Linked DNA regions of Arabidopsis thaliana: region 2 is linked to region 1. A link is a contact called in public HiChIP or PLAC-seq data. All regions are on one chromosome and are shown on one strand. Each heading gives the region's core, a stretch centred on a gene start, on an enhancer-like site or on the middle of the called end of the contact. The rest is flanking DNA. Distances are from core to core; before and after follow the strand shown. Region 1 holds the start of OPR3 (oxophytodienoate-reductase 3). Region 2 holds the start of GRF6 (G-box regulating factor 6).

Region 1 (4,055 bases), core at 710-3,209:
CTTTCTTTTACTTTTGTTTCTATTAAAAAATCAAAATCAAACTTCCCCCTATTCATCCAATCCCTTACAACATCATGCTTACCTCTTTTATTAAAATATCTAATGTTCCAGAAGAAACCAGACATTAAGAATGTTGTGGAGGTTTACTTGTCTTCAAGTAGTTAGGATTTATTATCCTAGAATTGTGCATGTTTTTGTTGACAAAAATTCGTGACCATCCTTTGAATACATGTTCGATTGATTACATCCTCAGCGTGACAAATCCAAATTCACAATAAATCATATAAGCAATACAGCTTTTCGATTACATCTTAAACCACCTTAGTGAGGTTCTATAACTAAAATGGTTGAATTATATTAAACTAAACAAACAATGTTTTCTAAAAATGGTATGCCCAAAAATGGTTTACGAAAAATAGACTCAAAAATACAAATGTCATTGGCGAAAAATAAATGACAATTAATGAATATACAAATAATAGATAAAAAGCAAAATGAAATAAATTTTCAATGTTTCATTTAGTTAAAGATAGTGTATCTTGAAGATCATAACGTATTTTAGATTATGTACCTGATTTATAAGTGGCTTATAAATCACCTACCATTTTACCAGTAACCGATCTAATCTACACACAAATATCATCTTTTACTCTTATAAGATTTTAACCATATTTTTAGATCTCATAAGAATCAATGCAATTTCATATAAAACATCAAAATAATTCTATAAATTAAAATTTTCTCAAGATAATATTTAATTTTATTTATAAATCTCTTAATTAGCCATCTTTCTACATTTATCAAAAGATATTAGCTATCTGTTCTCATAGGCAATATGATAAAAAAAAAAACTTTTTCCAAGTTAGGGGCACAAAAAGAGTTTCCCTGGGACTTGGGCTGAGAATAATGAAGTGGCTGGGAAATGATTAGTTAAGGATGGCTTGATGAATTCTCAATATTCTGTTGAGGGAACAAAATATACTAGGAAGGATGCAAGTCCAGTTTGGTCTAAACCATTGTACGAACCAAAAACAATCAATAAAGTAACTCAGGGCTCACAAATGGTCGATAATATTTCTAAAGTTTCAGTTCTAGAGGATGAGCAAAAGGATTTGATGATGGGAGATGTACTAGAGGTACAAGACAAGAGTCTCACTGAAGGGTTGAATTTCAGATATTTTAAATCACGTTTGGAGTAACAAAAAACAAATGTGAGAAGGAGCTCAATTAGCTCCAACTGAATCTAGTGTTATTAGGGATACTTTGGAAACTCCAATTCAATCTTTAAGATGTAGGATTGATGAATTCATGGAAATCGGCAGATCCATCTATGAATTTAGTATGGTGGTGTTTCCTAGGAATTGACAATACAATTTTACTTGGTGCAAAGTGTCTTCGGAGGTGTCCCTTTCTTTTTCACTCGGAATTGGAAGTTTTAATATTGGCAATAAAAAATATCCTTTCAAGAAGGATAAAGTGTCAGGCATTTGAAACAGATAATTATTCAGAGTAAGTTTTGATGGTACAGTCCCCTGAAGAATGACTCGCTTTCTCTAATTTTTTAGAAGATCTTGAATTGCTATGTGTCTCCTTTTCTTGCTTTCTTCTATTTCATGTTTATGTAATACTAAGGCAAACTATTTAGCACAATATTCTAAACTTTTATTTTCTGAAGTTATTTTTTAAACCCTTTCCCTCCTAATTGGACAACCAATCATGGAATTAGTTTTTACGTAATGTTTTAAACTCACTATTTCACCTTTATTCTGACCTGTTAATGGAAGACAACTATGACTTTATACATTGAAATGTTGTCAACCTGTTATATATTAATGTTAACATAGCTAATGACCTATCAATGTACGTAAAGCGAATGTCAATCATATTCGTATCCGTTAATTTCATTTAGGAAATCAGGCTCATTGCCAATCCACTAAGAAACATCTCTGATAGATCCAAATAATAAAAATAATATAATATGAAGCAAAATAGAACGAAATATCTCACGCGGACCAAACTTTGAACTTTATTATAAAACAAATCAGCACGTGAAAGTAATGGTCGGTTCGGTCCAAGATGCCAAGAACTCCTCCGGTCCATCCATCAACCTAACCTTTTTTGGATATAAAATTTAGCAAATTCCATTTCCACGACCACACAACAACAACACATCCACTCGAATTTTCTATTTCCGAATAACAAAACCGGTAAACTCATCACAAACTTAAGTTACTTTGTAGTTTGTGTTTTGTCCTTTTATGTAATGAAGAAGATCCAACTAACTACTACTCAATATTTTTGTATTGACCGTTGATTTCTCAGATCTGACTTTTACTTCTCCTTCTTCCAGATCGGCGGAGACATGACGGCGGCACAAGGGAACTCTAACGAGACTCTGTTTTCTTCTTACAAGATGGGAAGATTCGATCTCTCTCATCGGTGAGTTTCAGCTAGATTAATGATCTTGAGTGGTTTTTGTATGACGTGTAGTCTCATATCGCGTTTGCGTTTTCAGAGTGGTTCTGGCGCCGATGACGCGGTGCAGGGCGTTGAACGGAGTACCAAACGCGGCGTTGGCAGAGTATTATGCTCAACGGACCACTCCCGGCGGTTTTCTCATCTCCGAAGGCACCATGGTCTCTCCCGGATCCGCAGGGTATTCTCGTCATTTTACTTACTTCTTTCTTTCTTTTTTAAGACCAAAAGTAAAAACTACGATGAGATGACGTCAACTAACTGTACTGTTTAATAAACGGCTTTTGTCGTTAGGAAAACAATCTGATTTTCATTAAAATATCAAATCAACTCATATTAGTACTATTATTTATACATAATTTTGGTTTTATCAAATTAGTATTATTGCGGCTTAGATGTTCTGTCCAAGGGTCCAATTTTTTTTATTATTTTTTTTCATACAAAAAAAATAAAATAGCCACTAATTTAAAATATATATCTTAAAAACTCCACTTTAGTTATAAAAAACTATGTGAAAGATCTAAGTTTTTTTAAATAACATTTCTATAACTAAAAACCACAAATTTTGAAAACAAATTAACAATATTTATTTCAATGATAATAATAGACCAAATTTTTTTTTTTTATTCAAGGACACTTAATTTTTTTGGGTCTGGTGTGGCACCAGGTCTCGCCAATATTTGAGCCGGCCATGTTGCTTAAGAACAATAAGAAACCTACTATTAGTCTTTTATTAGTTTTTTTTGTGTGACTGTGTGTGTCTCTACTATTGTTAGTATTAGAATTGAAAAGAACAATGTAAAAACAGTATATGTATTATTACTGCCCTATTAGTCTTTTATTAAATAAAGGTTGATTATTAGGTTAGACATTCTACATTTAAAATAAAAGGAATCTCTTTAAGATATACTCCATCTGTTCTTTTTTTTTTGATTTTCTAGAAAAAAAATTTGTTTCAAAAAGATTGAAAAAAAATTGTTTCAAAAAAATTAATTTTTAAGGTTTTTTATGCAATATTTATTAGTTATTATTGATGAGTTGTAAACTTTAATAAAAATGATTGAATACCATTGGTTTAAAGTTATAGGAAATTTTAAAACACAAAAATAATACAATTAAAATCAACTTTAATATATTTATCTTAATATATGTGTTTTTTCTAAACAATCAAACAAAAAGGAATAGAGAAAGTATAAAATAGTTTTGAATTAGAAATGATTTATGGTGACTAAATTTAATAGAAATATGGTTTTTGCTTATCTCACTTTAAAAGTTTTTTTTTTTTTTTTGACATACCGGAGAAAGTTTAAAGGATCCGATTTATCATTGTTTCACTAAAAAGAATCGACTGCATTTTGAGTTGTTTTGTCTTGTCATTATAAGGAATGTGGGTGACAGGACCCACCAATAATAGTTTAGTGGCGTGATAAGAATAGAGAGGTTTAGATTTTATCAGCCACATTCAAAGAAAAGGCAAATAAAAAGAATCATGAAATAAAGAAAGACTTGTAATGAATATTCTTTACAAGTCTTGTAATGTTGTTGTAAGGAGTGAAACTAATATAAAGAAAGTTTTGCAG
Region 2 (4,163 bases), core at 972-3,471, 64 kb before region 1:
CTATATTTAATTCCAAACTCAAATAATGTTTTTAAAACTTACACTCGGCCGGTTCAACCGGTTGACAGAGTCACAGGTTAAGGCGAGTATTTTCGAGTTTGAAATTGTCGGATATTAGCACTAAATTTAAACAGAAAAGTGTCTAGATCGCGGATTAACCGTCTAACTGGACGGTACGAGTCGGCCGTAAAAACACCGGTTGAAACAACTTGATACGTAGTCAATGGTTAATGAAAGCAAAATAGTAAACTAAAAATAAATAAAGAAATAAAAAATACAGAAGAGTGTTGTCAGAAGGAAGTGGAAGAGTCAGAAACGTGGGTGTGTGTGTGTGTGGTCTTGAAGGATTTGGTACTGTTTCTGCAGTTTCTTCTGTTCCCTTTTACTTTAATTTTTCTTTTGGGTTTTTAGGTTTCATGTTGCTCTCTCTCTCTCTCTCTCTCTCTGTAGGATCTCTTTCAACTTTTCAGAACATATTGACTGCAATTATAGTTTATAAGCAACAAAATTACACGCACACACAAGTATAATTTGCTTTATGTCATGTACTCATGTGTGTGAGTGAAGAAATAATAATTCAGTTTGATGAGAATAAGAGAAGTCGTCTTTCTCTCTCACTGAGTCAGAGCAGAAAGCTTTTGATTGGGTGTGTGGCTTTTTCAGACCTGACCAAACTCAGTCAGGGAGCAGAACTCAACTCAACTCAATTGCAAAACCTGTCTTTTTTTTACTCTTTTCTTATTTTCTTCATCATTTTTTTCTATAACATAACCTTTAAGAAAAATTATTTACTGTTTTAATTATAAAAAAAAACTATTTACTATCCACAGTAAATAGTTTAATGAACAAGTTTCTGACAAAAAGAATCAGAAATAATTAATTACAGAAACATGAATTGATAAATTTGTTGCTAATCAATGACTTAGTGACATCGTACTATCACTAATATTGACAAGAGATGAGCAGAAACAATTTAAACATTGAAACCAAACTAATATAACTACTTTACACAAGTTAAATCTTTTATGCTAATATAATGCATGGATCACAAAAAGAAACTCCTAATTAAATTAGACAAAAAAAGAGAGAATTTGCATTACCATCTTAACAAGAAATACAAGGTTATAAGAACAAAAGATGATCAAATGAAGAGTGAAGTAGAAACAGAAGATTTAGAAGAAGGCCATTCATCAAGAAACCTATAAAACCTCTTGCTTCCTTGCTCTTCTTCATTATCATGATCTCTTTGTTTCAGCTTCTCCTCTAACATCAATGGCCTCTCACGTGTCCTCAAGTCAGTACCAAGGATGAAGCAATGTCGATCCGGCTGCTTCTCCTCGTTGTTGATGCCTCTACATGAGCCATCATCATTATCTTCCATTGCTGAGCCAGAGCAGCTTTTGATTGACCCGGAAGGTTCTATGGAGAAGAAATCATCCATGTATCCACTTCTTCTTCTTCTACTTTCAAACATGTTTTGAAGATAAAAAATAGTCAATCATTGTGTTGTCATTAGAGTAAAACAGAGGAGGAAGGTGTGTTTGAAACCTGGAAGAAGAGTCGAGAAAGAGATTTGGAGTGAATTGAGTAGGAGGAGGCTTTCTTGAGGAAGAACGGTTCTTGCCTCTATGCATATGTCTCTCACAGTACTTAGAGTCAGGGTAAGCTTCTTTAGAGCATCTCCATTTCTTGCCATCAGTTCTTCTACATCTTCCTGGCTCTGCATCTATCTTTCTTCCCATTCCCATCTCATACACATTCCACCCAACTGAAAAAAAAGAGTCAAATTCGTTTACATTATCACCAAACCCTAAGGATAACCATCATAGAGCACAAAGCAAAGAAGATAAAGTGTGCTTACAGTGTGGAGAAAGAGTGGGAGAGAAGAAGCTTGAAGAAGAAGATGAAGAAGAAGAAGAAGAGAAGAGAAAGGGTCTTTTGATGAGGAAGAGAAGATGAGGTGGAACAGGCATATTTGCAGCTAAGTACTTGAACACAAGAGCTTGGTTTTCAAGTTCTTCCCATTGTGATTCTGTGAATGGAATCCTTGTAGCCATGAAGAGAGAAAGAGAAAGAGAGATGAAGAAGAAAGAGAGATTAAAGATTGGGATTTGTATTGGAAAATTGAAAGTGTAAGAGAGTAGTAGGTATGTTTTTATTGATAAAGTGTCCATTGGTCACCTGCAGTCTGCAGAATCTCTGTGCTTCATGTCCTCTTCTTGTTTATTATTCCTTTTTCTTATTTCTTAAAATTTTCTTTTCAGCTTTAGTTTTGGTTTTATCTTAAGCACCATTTCAGGTTTTTCTTTTCCTTCTTAAAAGCTAAATTTTGTGACAAGGGGCATAGATAACTTATGTTTAATTTATTTACGTATTATATTCAGGAGTTTGTAACTTTTGTTTGCGTTTAGAAAAACGAGAAAATTTGGTAACCGAAAAGAGAATCTACCAAGTTACATACGTATACGTAAACAATATCCTTCGGGATTGACTCTATTAAGTTCTAATTATTTTTGGTTGACAAAAAAAAAATCTAACAAGTCATGAAACTTAAGAGGTAAAGTTGTGTACAAAATAATAAGACATTAAAAATTTCAGCTCTAATGTTGGGTTGTTATGATATCTTTTGAGTCATATAACTTATATCTCAAACTTTAGTATATGTGAGAAAGAAAAAATAAGAAAAAAAAAATACTTATTTGTGAAAGAAGCTTGAATTTAACCCTACAATATTTAAGATGTTTTTAGCATTTATATTCGATCCTAAATATAGTAAGTAAATAGCCAAGTGAGAGGATTTATGTCCCTCTTCTATTCTTCTTAATGTTTTAACTATAAAAAAAGAAACATGTAAGCATATTGCAACTATTACAAAGATCGTTATAAAGGTTTAGCTAACCACAAAGAACATTCTCTTAATCATTCATTATAGTATTAGAAAATAAAATGAAAGAAGTCCAATTGTAATGAGTTTATAAATTTTGAATTATACCAAATCATTATTTTTGTTCTTCAATCAAATAAACCGTATCGTGTAATGTGACATCTTTGGTTAGATAGACGACTCGTAGTACTCGTAGCTCCAACACATTCGACATTTATAAAATTAAGTGTACACGGTCCACTTGTGTTAAAAACACTATGCATGAATAATAAATTGTTTTGAATAAAAAATATTTATGAGAATAGAAGTAAAAAAGTTTGAGAGAGAGAGAGGGAAAATAATGAGTGAGTCTGCAAACTCTGAAAACTTCTGCACTCTCTGCGACTCTTCCCTTTCACAGCTCTCACTCACTCCCATACACACCCATCACTCATGCCACATCTCTTTCTCCCTCTTTTATTTTTGTTTTCTTTTGAATTTTTCTAAATTATTTTATATTTCTCAAAAGAAAAAAAACTGTGATTATTTTAATTATCTTTTTTCTTTGTTAAAGATTATTTTAATTATCAAAATTTAAAATTTTGTTCATGCCTATGTAAATAATTCATTTGAAGTCGGTCATCAAATGAAGTTAGACCCAATGCATTAACAGATGGTGGGGGTTTGTGAAAAAACCTCAGAAACTTACACTTCATAAAAACATGATTTATTTTCTTAGGAAAACCTCTAATACTAAAAATACATCTAAATTGATCATATAAATCATGTTTTTTATCCAAAAATATATAAGGTTGATAAATTAACTATATTTAAAAAGACTATATTTGAGACGTAACGATTTAAAAATATTTAGGCAGTTTTTTTTGAAAGATTAGAAACGATTATGTTGAAGTTATAAATAAAAGGTGTTTCACATAATACATACTCATAAATAAAGTTAATAGCATCTTAATCGTCTTCAATTTCTCTTTTATATATGAGACCGATTAATTTCCATGTAAAGATTATTTAATATTGACGGGAAGCAAAACATAAAGAACACTAAGCACATTAACGATGTTACTTAAAATTTTAAAAAGGAATATAAACAAACTGTTTTATTTGGGTAATTATGATTACTTTTTTCTTCATTTATTTATATAGAATTAAAATACTTACGGAGTCGGAACCTCTAGGAATAGCAATCACTATGCCTAAACATGAATCAAGTTCGCAAGCGTCGAATTTGAAAGGTTGAAACTTTGGAAATCCACCAGATTAGAGAAAAACTCTCTGCTTT

The links. HiChIP or PLAC-seq counts read pairs in DNA pulled down with a chosen protein or histone mark.
Region 2: a contact with region 1 is called in an H3K9ac HiChIP or PLAC-seq map of seedling, with 3 times the contacts expected there. The contact joins the promoter of GRF6 here to the promoter of OPR3 in region 1. A contact is called at or near these places in 14 of 26 Hi-C or Micro-C datasets (callus, cotyledon, leaf and 5 more), 2 of 2 datasets of contacts at active chromatin or transcription factors (seedling and shoot) and 1 of 3 other capture datasets (seedling).

Annotation. Positions count from the first base shown.
Region 1 is chr2:2,360,279-2,364,333 of TAIR10.1, reverse strand. It overlaps OPR3 (oxophytodienoate-reductase 3), which reads left to right and starts at 1,959. Exons shown (of 5, transcript NM_126619.4): 1 at 1,959-2,207; 2 at 2,351-2,439; 3 at 2,516-2,656. The coding sequence starts at 2,363. It also overlaps the pseudogene AT2G06060.
Region 2 is chr2:2,424,234-2,428,396 of TAIR10.1, reverse strand. GRF6 (G-box regulating factor 6) reads right to left here and starts at 2,221. Exons shown (of 3, transcript NM_001335301.1): 1 at 1,862-2,221; 2 at 1,549-1,768; 3 at 1,074-1,460. The coding sequence starts at 2,174. The coding sequence ends at 1,142.